Linked DNA regions of Capsicum annuum: region 2 is linked to region 1. The links are chromatin contacts, called in public Hi-C maps. All regions are on one chromosome and are shown on one strand. The core of a region is the stretch at or near the end of the contact, and the rest is flanking DNA. Distances in the headings are between cores, read along the strand shown.

Region 1 (5,617 bases), core at 807-3,306:
CATATCTACAATTAAAGGCTTACCTACTACAGAAGCAATAGAGAAAATAGCCTCCTTTGCAAAAAAAATTGGTGGTAGATACAGTAATGATATCCATGCAACTCCTATAGTGGTTTCAACATCTGATTCAAACCAAGGATCCCACTTGAGTGTCTTCATCTGCCACAACTTTTCCTTCACTTTAATATAATATACAGTGGTTGATAACAATCTCACATAATCCTCCATCTGATTCAAACGTATCAAGATGTGTCTTGTATCAAGTACTCCTATTATGCAATCTCCCTTAATTCCGTATTGTTGTGGGATTGCTTTCCGTAGCTCATTAACATTAGGTTTATCATCTGAGAATTTTTCCACAATTGCATACTGAAGATTCTCTTGAAGTATCATGTTCTGAACCTCAGAAGCTTTCCATGTGATGCTTGGTTCACCATGCAGCATTACCACCGGTTTAGGATTGACCTTATCATTCTCATACATATAAGGTTTAGGTTTCAATAAGTCAGCATATTTTGGACCAGTAACTTTATCCTTAGGTTCCCCTTCCATAATATGTTTCGAAGAATCCTCTGATGGGGTATTCCCATCGGATGAAGTGGCCATTTTGATCGAAAAAGTATTGAAAGATTGGATGATTTTTGCATGCGCCGCCTAGGGTTTTGAAAAAAAAGTATAGGACTCAGGATTCATTATTCTACTTGCTCAATTTAAAGAATTTAGAGAAACTTGACCATTTGTGTGACTATATTGTTCTTGTTGTTAGTTACTTGTCCCTTTATTTTATTTATTTGGCTTATTTTGACTTAGTACGAAGTTTAAAAAAAAATGATATTTTTGAATCATATGATTTTAAATTAAAGGTATATCTAAAATAGTAAAATGCTTGTTCATGTCGTGCATCTGAACATGTATGTGGCAAGTTAAAATTAAAAACATTCTTTTTGAAATAAATTTTTTAAAAAAATATGTCAAATAAATTGAAACAAAGAAAGTTTATTTTTTAATATTTAGATGACTCATAATCAATTAATTATAAAAGTGATATTATAAATTATCAATTTATTTACTATCTTGAGAGGATCGTCCAATCAAACATACACAAGTATTAGCCAATAGCTAGCTGCATTGTTTCCGACACTAAGGACCCGTTTGGTAGGCCGTATTAAGTAGAATAATCCTTGGATTAAATTTAGTCTCATTCAATATATTGTTTGGTTACTTCTTTTAACTTAATACGTGGATTGCTTATACAACATATGTCGTATTATTTTATCCATAGTAAGTGGAGGGATAACTTATCCAAGGTTTAATAATTCATGGATAAGACCCCTAAATGACCGAATTATCCCTCAATTTCTTTTTCTAAATTTCTTTTATAATTTGATGTCCCCTTTAATTATATTGAGTTAGTTATAAATATCCTAGTTAATTTTTCAAATTCGATTCATTGTAATTTGATGATTTCATAATTAATGTTTGCTTTTTTTTTTTTAACATATTTGATTTGCTTTATTTATTGGGTTGAATTTTTCTTGATGGGGGGAAGGGGGCTTTTTAAATTAAAAAAATTTAGTTCATGGATTGGTGACTGGAATATTTATTTTCTTAAAATAAGTTTTAGGTATTTAAACATTTATGTAGCCTTAAATCTATAATTTAAGGCATATTTAACCAATAAAATAAATATTGAAAGTACACCATGCTATTAAGGATTTTCGTAGTGGCATATCATACCTGAAAATTAGTAACAAATTTTGTTAATATTTTAGTTTTTAACTTGACTAATTTAATGTAACAGAAAATCCCATAAAAATTTAAGGATATAAATGTAAAGAAAATTTTTATAGAATTTTAAATCAAACACAATCCATGATATGTTTTATTTTTAATACAATGAATCAAACACTTATAAAAAATAATTCCTGAATAACCAACCTCTGCATTACTAATCCCTACATTGTTAATCCATATTACCTATATTCCTACCAAACGACCCATGCCTAATTGGCATACAGCTAAATGCACCTGAGAATCCCGAGGTCTATTCAGTAAAACCGAGATTAATATAAGGGCAAATCGGTCACTCCAACTTTATCTTTCCATCATAAATAATCAGATTCCATATCACCGATACGTTTCGCAAAATACCATAAACAGCCACAACGTAAACGAAATTTCCCAAATGGTTCAAATTTGAACCTAGACAAAAACATCATTATAATTATTATTAATTGTTTTTGTGTGTATGTGTAGGAGAGCGAGAGATATATAACTCTCTCAACTATACTGAACATTATACAGATCTCCATGGGTCTTTGGGAAGCATTGCTCAATTGGCTTCGAAGGTATGTAACATTTTTACGTTTTTTTTCATCAAGGATTTATTATATGGCCAATCTTGATTAATTAGTTTGAAATTGAGTAATATAACTGAGATGGATTTTGTAATGTAAAAACTTAGTAAAAATGTTAGCCGATTCCTTTATTTGGTATATGTGTTGGTAGGGCTTAGGTCTAACACTTATATGATAGCTAGAATTTCTATTGGTTTAAACCTTCGACCAGCAACTAAGGGCTTTTCAGGACAAATGCCAAATGCATGGAAAGCAGAAAATGCGGCTTAGCCAGCGAGCTCTAGTCCCCTACAATAAGGATTTGACTTTTATTTAGGCGGGTTGCAAATTCGATAGATCCCAATCTGAGATCAATCTCGGTCCTTCTAACCCCGGCCTCCAAGCAGGTGAGAAGGAAAGACTAGTGCTTAGAAATCCGGCGACATTGAACTTAAACTAGCTGCTGTCCTTGAAAGAGAGGAAAGCTCCATGATGCCGGTCGAGATGGAGCTGGGAGCAACCTGCCCTGCCTCTTCTAGAAAGCTTTGGTTGATAGGTGATGCCTACTCACTCGAACAATGCTCTGAACATGAAAGTATGCAGTTCTGCCCCCTTCTTCCATGTTGAGGCACAAGCAGCGCCTAGGAAAGCACGGATGAGCCACGTGCAGGGAAACTTGCATGTGTGGTTCTTGCTGGGGAAACATAATCCCTTGCACGCGTGTATAATAAGGAAGGAAACCTTGCTGGCTATTTCTATTCTTGATGGCACAGGAAAGAGAGATTCCAGAATCTCTTGACTTCACCGCTACACATCTTTCAAATGCATGCAAGTTGATCTTGATACCATGTTATTAAAAGAAACACCCTTTGTGAGCTCATAAATTTGGACTTTTGTGAGTTGAATATTAATTTATGATTTGCTAGTACTTGTATTTTCCCTTTTTGTTTCGGGAATGTAAATGAGATGATACATATAACTCAACGCAATTACCATTAATATTTTATTGACTCTATGGACACCTAAATAATTAAATGATAAGTTACTCGGACTCTTATTTTTGGTGACGTACTCTTGTCGACATGATATGGGTATAGGTGTGGGTGTGGGGTGTAGGATCGTACCTAATCTGGTCAACAAATTTTGGATACTTTGACCAAAATTGAGAGAAAATTCCGGACTGATTCAGTGAAAAGGAGTGATCAACTTTTGGTACTTTGAAGCAAATTGAATACCTTGTTTATGGAAATTACTATGCCGCTCCTGTTCCTTTTATCTCCTTGACACCTTCTAGGTTTCTCCTTTTGATCAATATTTATTCCTCAAGTTCTCCACATGATATCTCCTAATTTAGGTTTTAGAAGAACTTTATTTTATCTGAATTCCCTCACCCATATCTATACCTAGATTCGTATTTCAAAATCGTAAAATTTTGTTTATGAAGGATCTGACCTCTAGATCCCCACTCGTATTGGACACCCTCACCCGAATTCGAGCAACTTAGATTAAATGTGTTCTCTCTACTTGCTTAAGCTTTTACATGAGTGGATCACAAAATGGATCTATGATTTCAAGTCCACTCGTTGATTTCAAGAAAACCGAATCAATTGGCCTCGAAGAAGACAATTCACGAGGAAAGGTCCCACTCAGAGCCCTACTTCCCTCTTTCGGACCTCATCACTTCAATTCAAGGGCAAACCCATTTCCTAGTCACCGGGCGCTTGTGTTTTCCCAGCCGACTCGCACACGACCGTCTTTCTTCCGGAAACTTACTCTTGAAAGCGTTGCATGTTGCTACTAGAGGGCAAAGGAATTAGCTTATGATGAAGAATAACAACAAAAAAACTTTTTGGGCTTCAAATTCTATGACTCATAAGCCCTCCATATCTAAAGATAGACGGCTAAATGGCGGGTTCCGCAGTTAACTAAGAAGGCGGAAAGGAGCCCGCTTACCCACTCCCCTTTCCCCCCATTGCTAGGAGCCTCGCCCTCTTGACTTGATATGTCAAGAAGACTACAACAGTAGATCACCTTTTTTTTTTGCTTCAAAAAAATTTTGGATACTTTGACCAAAATTGAGAGAAAATTCCGGACTGATTCAGTGAAAAGGAGTGATCGACTTTTGGTACTTTGAAGCAAATTGAATACCTTGTATATGGAAATTACTATGCCGCTGCTGTTCCTTTTATCTCCTTGACACCTTCTAGGATTCTCCTTTTGATCAATATTTATTTCTCAAGTTCCCACATGATATCACCTAATTTAGGTTTTAGAAGAACTTTATTTTTATCTGAATTCCCTCACCCATATCTATACCTAGATTCGTATTTCAGAATCATAAAATTTTGCTTATGAAGGATCCTCTAGATCCCCACCCGTATTGGACACCCTCACCCGAATTCGAGCAACTTAGATTAAATGTGTTCTCTCTACTTGCTTAAGCTTTTACATGAGATTGGTCATACCTAAAAAGGCTCGTTTGGTACTTGTGTTGAGAATTATGAGGTTGTAGGTTCAAATCTTATCAAAGACCAAAAAACTAAGCGATTTCTTTGTTTGGTATATATTGGTAAGAGGTAGCAGATATCCTAGGCGAACTAGTAAGTGGTCACAAAGTGGCCGTGATATCGTGGTATTAAAAGAAAAACCTTTGCGAGCCCTCTATTGTTAATTTTTATCACTACAAAAAATTTCTTTGAAAGAACTCTTTCGTTTGTGATAAATTTGGACTTTTGTGAGTTGAATACTCCCTCTGTTTCAAAAAGAATGACTTACTTTCCTTTTTAGTCTGTTTCAAAAAGAATGACCCTTTTCTTTTTGAACAATATTTTAATTTCAATTTTCCACATGGCATATTTAAGACCACAAGATTAAAGGGCATTTTGGTACATTTGACATAACTTTAATGTCAGGCCACAAACTTCAAAATCATCTTTATTTTCTTAAACTCCGTGCCAAATCAAAACAGGTCATTCTTTTTGAAACGGAGTATGTATTGATTTATGATTGTTGTTACTTGTATTTTCCCTTTTTGTTTCAGGAATGTAAATGAGATAATATATGTAGCTCAATACGAGTACCATTAATAGTTTATTGACTCTACTGAGACCTAAATAATTAAACGTGTGATCTTTCTACTGGCTTAAGCTTTTACATGAGATTGGCCACACTTAGAGAGACTTATTTTTTATTTTGATCAACAGGCATACTATAGAAATTGTGTAGTTCCCCTCAAAAGGTAGCCTATCACAAAAAGGGTCCTGACTACTACACTAGTTACA
Region 2 (5,617 bases), core at 1,897-4,396, 280 kb before region 1:
TTGTTCCTGACCCTCATTTGGTATCCTTTCTATCTTGAAAAGCTATGGAAATTCAAGCTAAAGTCACAACTACAAAAAGATATATACAACAACAACAAGCCCAGTGTATTCTCACACAGTGGGGTCAGGGGAGGGTAAAATGTACGCAGTCCATACCACTACCTCCGAAGAAGTAGAGAAGTTGTTTCCGATAGACCCTTGGCTCAAGATAAAGAATAGTAAACAAAGTCGTGATGAAACGTGAAGCAGGATGGGTGGCTTAACAGGAGTAAAGAATCAAAAATAGTAAAATAGAACTCAGAGCAATACGGAATAGAAGAACTAAGAGCCATAAGCAATAAGAAATAAGAACTATGAAATAAGACACCCGCCTAGTAGTAACCTACACTCACAAACCAAAGCCACCCACCACACCCAAACTCTCCTCTCCTGACTAGCGACCCCTACCTATTGACACAGTCTTACGATTACTAACCCGGCTAAACAGGGGCTCACCTAACTACTTGCTACAACCCATGCACTCACCCTAGCCTTCTACCCTTATCCGCGACCTCCACACCTTCCTATCTAAGGTCATGTCCTCGGTAAGCTGGAGCTGCTCCATGTCATGTCTAATCACTTTCCTCCAGTATTTCTTCGGCCTACCTCTACTCCTCCTGAAGTCATCCAAAGCTAGCCTCTCACACCTACGAACTGGGACATCCGTGCTCCTCCTCATCACATGCCCAAACCATCTCAACCTTCCTTCCCGCATCTTGTCCTCCACCAAAGCCACTCCTACCTTCTCCCGGACAATCTCATTCCTAACTCTATCCCCTCTAGTAAGCCCACACATCCAGCGCAACATTCTCATTTCCACCACCTTCAATTTTTGAATATGGGAGTTCTTGACAGGCCAACACTCCGCTCTATATAGCATGGCTGGACGGACTGCCACTCTATAGAATTTGCCTTTAAGCTTAAGGGGCACCTTCCTATCACACAACACTCCTGATGCAAGCCTCTACTTCATCCAACCTGCTCCAATATGATTAAAGACATCCTCATCAATCTCTCCATTCCCCTGAATCATAGACCAAAACCCAAGATACTTAAAACTATCCCTCTACAAACATCTTGGGAATCCAACCTCACCACCACTTCGTCCTTCTGCCTCAAGTCACTAAACTTGCACTCCAAATACTTCGTCTTGGACCTACACAACCTGAACCCCTTAGATTCTAGGGTTTGCCTACATACCTCCAATTTTTCATTCACACCCCTTGCGTCTCATCAATCAGCACTACATCATCCACAAATAACATACACCAAGGCACCTCACCTTGAATACTCCACGTCAACACGTCCATCACCAACGCAAACAGGTACGGACGAAGAGTCGAACCCTGATGCAACCCTGTCTCGACCGAAAAATGCTTTGAATCTCCTCCCGCCATTCTCACAAATGTATGGATACATCTGTATACTAACATATATCTCGTAACTAGTTTATCAATATTTCAAATTACAAAACTTAAAGGAACAAGAAAGAACACGGAAAAGAAAAAGTGAATCAAGTTTTGTGAAGTTTAACAAGTCATTTGTTGAGACATTTATAACACAATGTACAAGTGTAACCAATGAATTTTTGACCAAAATGGTCCCTTTAAGATTCGGAGAATTAGTCTATCTGACACTGACGCACAAACAGCCTCCAAGTTTATAAATTTCGAGCAACTTTGATCCAAGTGAAGAGATGTCAGAGGTTGGCCATAGTGGGAACAAGGAGAGGTAGAGGTAGGTCGACAAAGATTGGAGAAAGGTAAGACGTGACACTAGATAGGAAGATTTGGAGATCGCAGATTGGGATAGAAGATTGGTAGGTACTCGAGGGTTGCCTAGTACTGTATCAATATAGTTTTATTACCCTCCTATTATCTTATTCTTTGATTTTATTATTTCCTTGGTTTTGATTATCATATTATTTATTGTTGTTACTGTTGTTCTCCTTTGTTTCATTATGGATTGTTCACTATTGTACTTGGTTTACATGATTGGTCTTTGTATTGCTTTACTTGAGCCAAGGATCAATGGAAACAACCTCTACTTACCTTCCTGAGGCAGGCAGGGGTAAGGCCACATACATACTACCCACACCAGACCCCACTCGTGGAATTACGTTGGGTATGTTATTGTTGTAGTCATAGCTTTGGTCCAAGCAAACTACAACCAAATGAGAAAATTACCCAAATCAACCCCAAATTCTATAGATTGGACTAAAATCATCTCTCAAAAATTACACTAACCAATTTTTCTGTCCTTTTTATTTTGGTAAAGATTATGTTAAATCAAGATTATAATCTAAATTACACAAATTTGATCCCTATAACAACTATCCTTAATCTGAAAACAGCTCAAGATCCACAATTTGCACCATTGGGTAACCAACCTCTAAAAACATGAACCAAACAAATTCCAGAAATATTAGTAGAGCATTTAACGCATATTATTATTGGTCTCTAAAAAAAGGGAGTGAAATTAGAAGGGAAAAAGATGGACATCTTAGTATTGAGTTGATTAGTTATCTGAACTTTCAGCTTGCTTGTGAATTGTGAGGTTCGATTCCCCACCTTGTAATTGTTAAGAGTTCTATAGAAAATCGAAAAGAAAAGAAGAAAGGAAAAAAGCTTACCAGAACATAACCTTGAAGTGGATTGAAGAAAATCTCTCGACATATGGTAAAATGGTGTGTCAACTCAAAAAACAATTGTTAAAACTAATCATAATAATTCTGTGTATATGAATTTTCACAAAACCAGTTACTACTATACAAGTACTCAAGAACCCATTTTGGGCATTTCATTTCTGTATATCAATATCACTAAATCAGATATAGGAGTTCAAAAGAACCCACTTTTGGGTACAGGGAATTAGAGAAAAGGAGAATAGAGTAAAAGTTAGGTGTTGGATCTTGAACTAATGTTCATGAAGACTTTAATTAATAATGATAATGATTGATGAAACATCAGACCAAAGTTCCTCTGTCGGTCCCCATCTGTACAGCAAAATTTTACAGTGACCAGAAAAAAAAAGTTTCCTAAATAGAACAATATTCGTTGTGTTTAATGGTCGTTTGACTTTGCCGAGAAGGGGAAGTGGTGCAATGATACTCCAACCGAACCTATTTTATATTAAGAGTGAATCGCAACTAAAATTTTGAGAATTTCTTCTAAATATCAATTATGCTCAAATATTAATGCTTACCCCAATATCATTCAATTAGTATTAGTTTTCTAAAAAAGTTATTTTATATTCTAAAAATTATTTTCTCTCTTAATTGGCATATCATATCATTAATTTTTTTTTGTTTAAATACTAAATCTATTTAATTTATCAAAATCATTTAATCAAAATTATGAATTTATTCTTTTTCTTCAAAAAAAAAATGCACTAGTTAATTTTCATGCTTAGAATTTTTTTATCATACTTAAATTTTATCATATTATTTATATGCTAATTAAAATTTTTAGATAACTTATTTAATTTAGTGCTATTATTTAGACAATTATATATAAAAAAACATGAATGACCACACAGGAAAGTAACTCTAAATAAAAAAAGGTAAGTACCTAAGTATGAGAATTTCTTCTTAATAAATTAATATAAGCTTTTCTAAAGAAATATAAAATTATAATTTTGATTAAATAAATTTGATGAGTTAATAGGTTTATTATAAAAAGAAAATGATGATTTACTGATATGACATGCGAAACAGAAGAGAAAGAAACTTTGGAGGTAGTTAGTATTTTTTTTAGAAAAAAATTGATAGTTCAGTGAAATAATTGTCCTAGCAAATCAAAAATATTTTTTGTATGCAACTCTGAAAACATGAATGACCGTCTAAGAAAATAACTTCAACAAGCATAGAAAGTTTAAGTACCGATAAAAGATTTCTAAGTATGAAAATTACTTCTTATCATATATATATATATGTGTATAATGGGGGTTACAAAGATGCCTATGTGGCATCTCTCTATGGTCTCCATTTATATTTTTTTTCCTTAAATTTTTTTCCTTCATTCTTTTTATTGAATAATTTGTTTAATAATTAAAATAAATAAATTATATTTATTATATATAATTATGAGTTACAAAAAATATTCATCCATGTTCATTATATTTTCTATTATTATGCTATTAATAATATTCATAACTCTTATTTTTTAATGTTCATAATTCTCAAAATTTAATTTATAAATTTATGAATACCTTATGGTATTCCTCCGCTTTGCTTATATAAATTCATGTTTTGTTTCATGAAAATTTTCATTCAAGGTTATTTTACCTCTTCTTCATTACAGTAGCATACATAAGGGTGAGGAAGAACATGTTAATCATCGCATTATACGATTTCTTTCACGTGAAGAACTATAATTGACTAAGTCGTAAAGAATTTATGAATAGGGATATTTCTTTTAATTTTTTAGATTATACTCCTCTTATTTGAATTTTATGGTTTTATTTATTTTTCAAGAGCTAGCGTTGGCTGATTTTTAAAATTAAATTGCATTAGATAAATTCAAGACCAACAAAAGCAAAGTGCTAAATTACCAATCAAATAATGATCATTTAAGTTGTATGAATATTCTTTTAATTTCTTTACATTAATTTTGGTTACATAAAAGTTACAATATCTTGTTTTAGGTGCTTAAGGATGAAAATTTTACGTAAGTTTTTTAGAGTAACTAATAATTTAGTATAAGTATATTCTTTATTTGCTCTTGTAGGAATCAAGAAGAAGGTGAAAAAGATACAAAGGGAGAGAAAATCAAGCAAATTCAGAACAAAATGATATGGAGTCTTATAATAAACTTATAACTATGATAATTTTATCTATTTAATTTTCAATCCTCTTCTTCTCTGTTATTCATGTATGTGCTCTATTGATGAACTTAAAAAATATTTTTTCTCTTTTTTCTTAAAATTATATTTTAGAAACATAATGACGGCAAAAATAGAATGATAGATAAGGCAAATTAGAATGTTGAGAAAGAGAAATGACTTTCTTTTATTTTTTTTCTCTTATATGACTATAGTTGTACACACATATTTTATTATGTTAAGTTTAGAGGTGGAACTAGAATTTCAAGCTTATAGATTCTGGATTTTAAGACGTGACAACGAATCCAAGCTAATGTATGACAACCGTTAAATTAACAAACAATTATGAATATTTAATAATGGTGGGTGACGACAATGAAATCAATAATAAAATTACAACCCTTAACTTTTTTGAAAATCAAAATTTGGGTTTAAAGATTTTTTATGCGTAAAAAAATCAATAGCCATTTTTGTTATGGACTTGTCACGACCCGAGGCTACCCCCTAGTCGTGGCACAGTGCTTAAGGCCACAAGTGACCCCAAGCTAACACACGAATTGATACCTGTTGTGAGCACTGAATGAAATAATAGTAACATAACATGTGCGGAAAATAAACCAATAAGGTACTATCAATCTGAGTACTGAAATATATAAAAGACATATCTAAAGTATCTGATAAACATTGAAAACTAGCCTATCCGTCTAAAATAACTGATAGAACTAAAAACTGACTGACTGTCTGAAAGCCTCTAAGA

Evidence for each region. Hi-C and Micro-C count contacts between places; a contact is called where the count stands out from the background.
Region 2: a contact with region 1 is called in a Hi-C map of bud, with 2.6 times the contacts expected there. The contact joins the promoter of LOC107868011 here to the promoter of LOC107868012 in region 1. A contact is called at or near these places in 3 of 5 Hi-C or Micro-C datasets (bud, leaf and placenta).

What each region holds. Positions count from the first base shown.
Region 1 is chr4:38,059,902-38,065,518 of UCD10Xv1.1, reverse strand. It overlaps LOC107868012 (ADP-ribosylation factor-like protein 8b), which reads left to right and starts at 2,056. Exons shown (of 6, transcript XM_016714549.2): 1 at 2,056-2,348. The coding sequence starts at 2,311.
Region 2 is chr4:38,343,696-38,349,312 of UCD10Xv1.1, reverse strand. LOC107868011 reads right to left here and starts at 3,146. Exons shown (of 3, transcript XM_016714548.2): 1 at 2,672-3,146. The coding sequence starts at 2,714.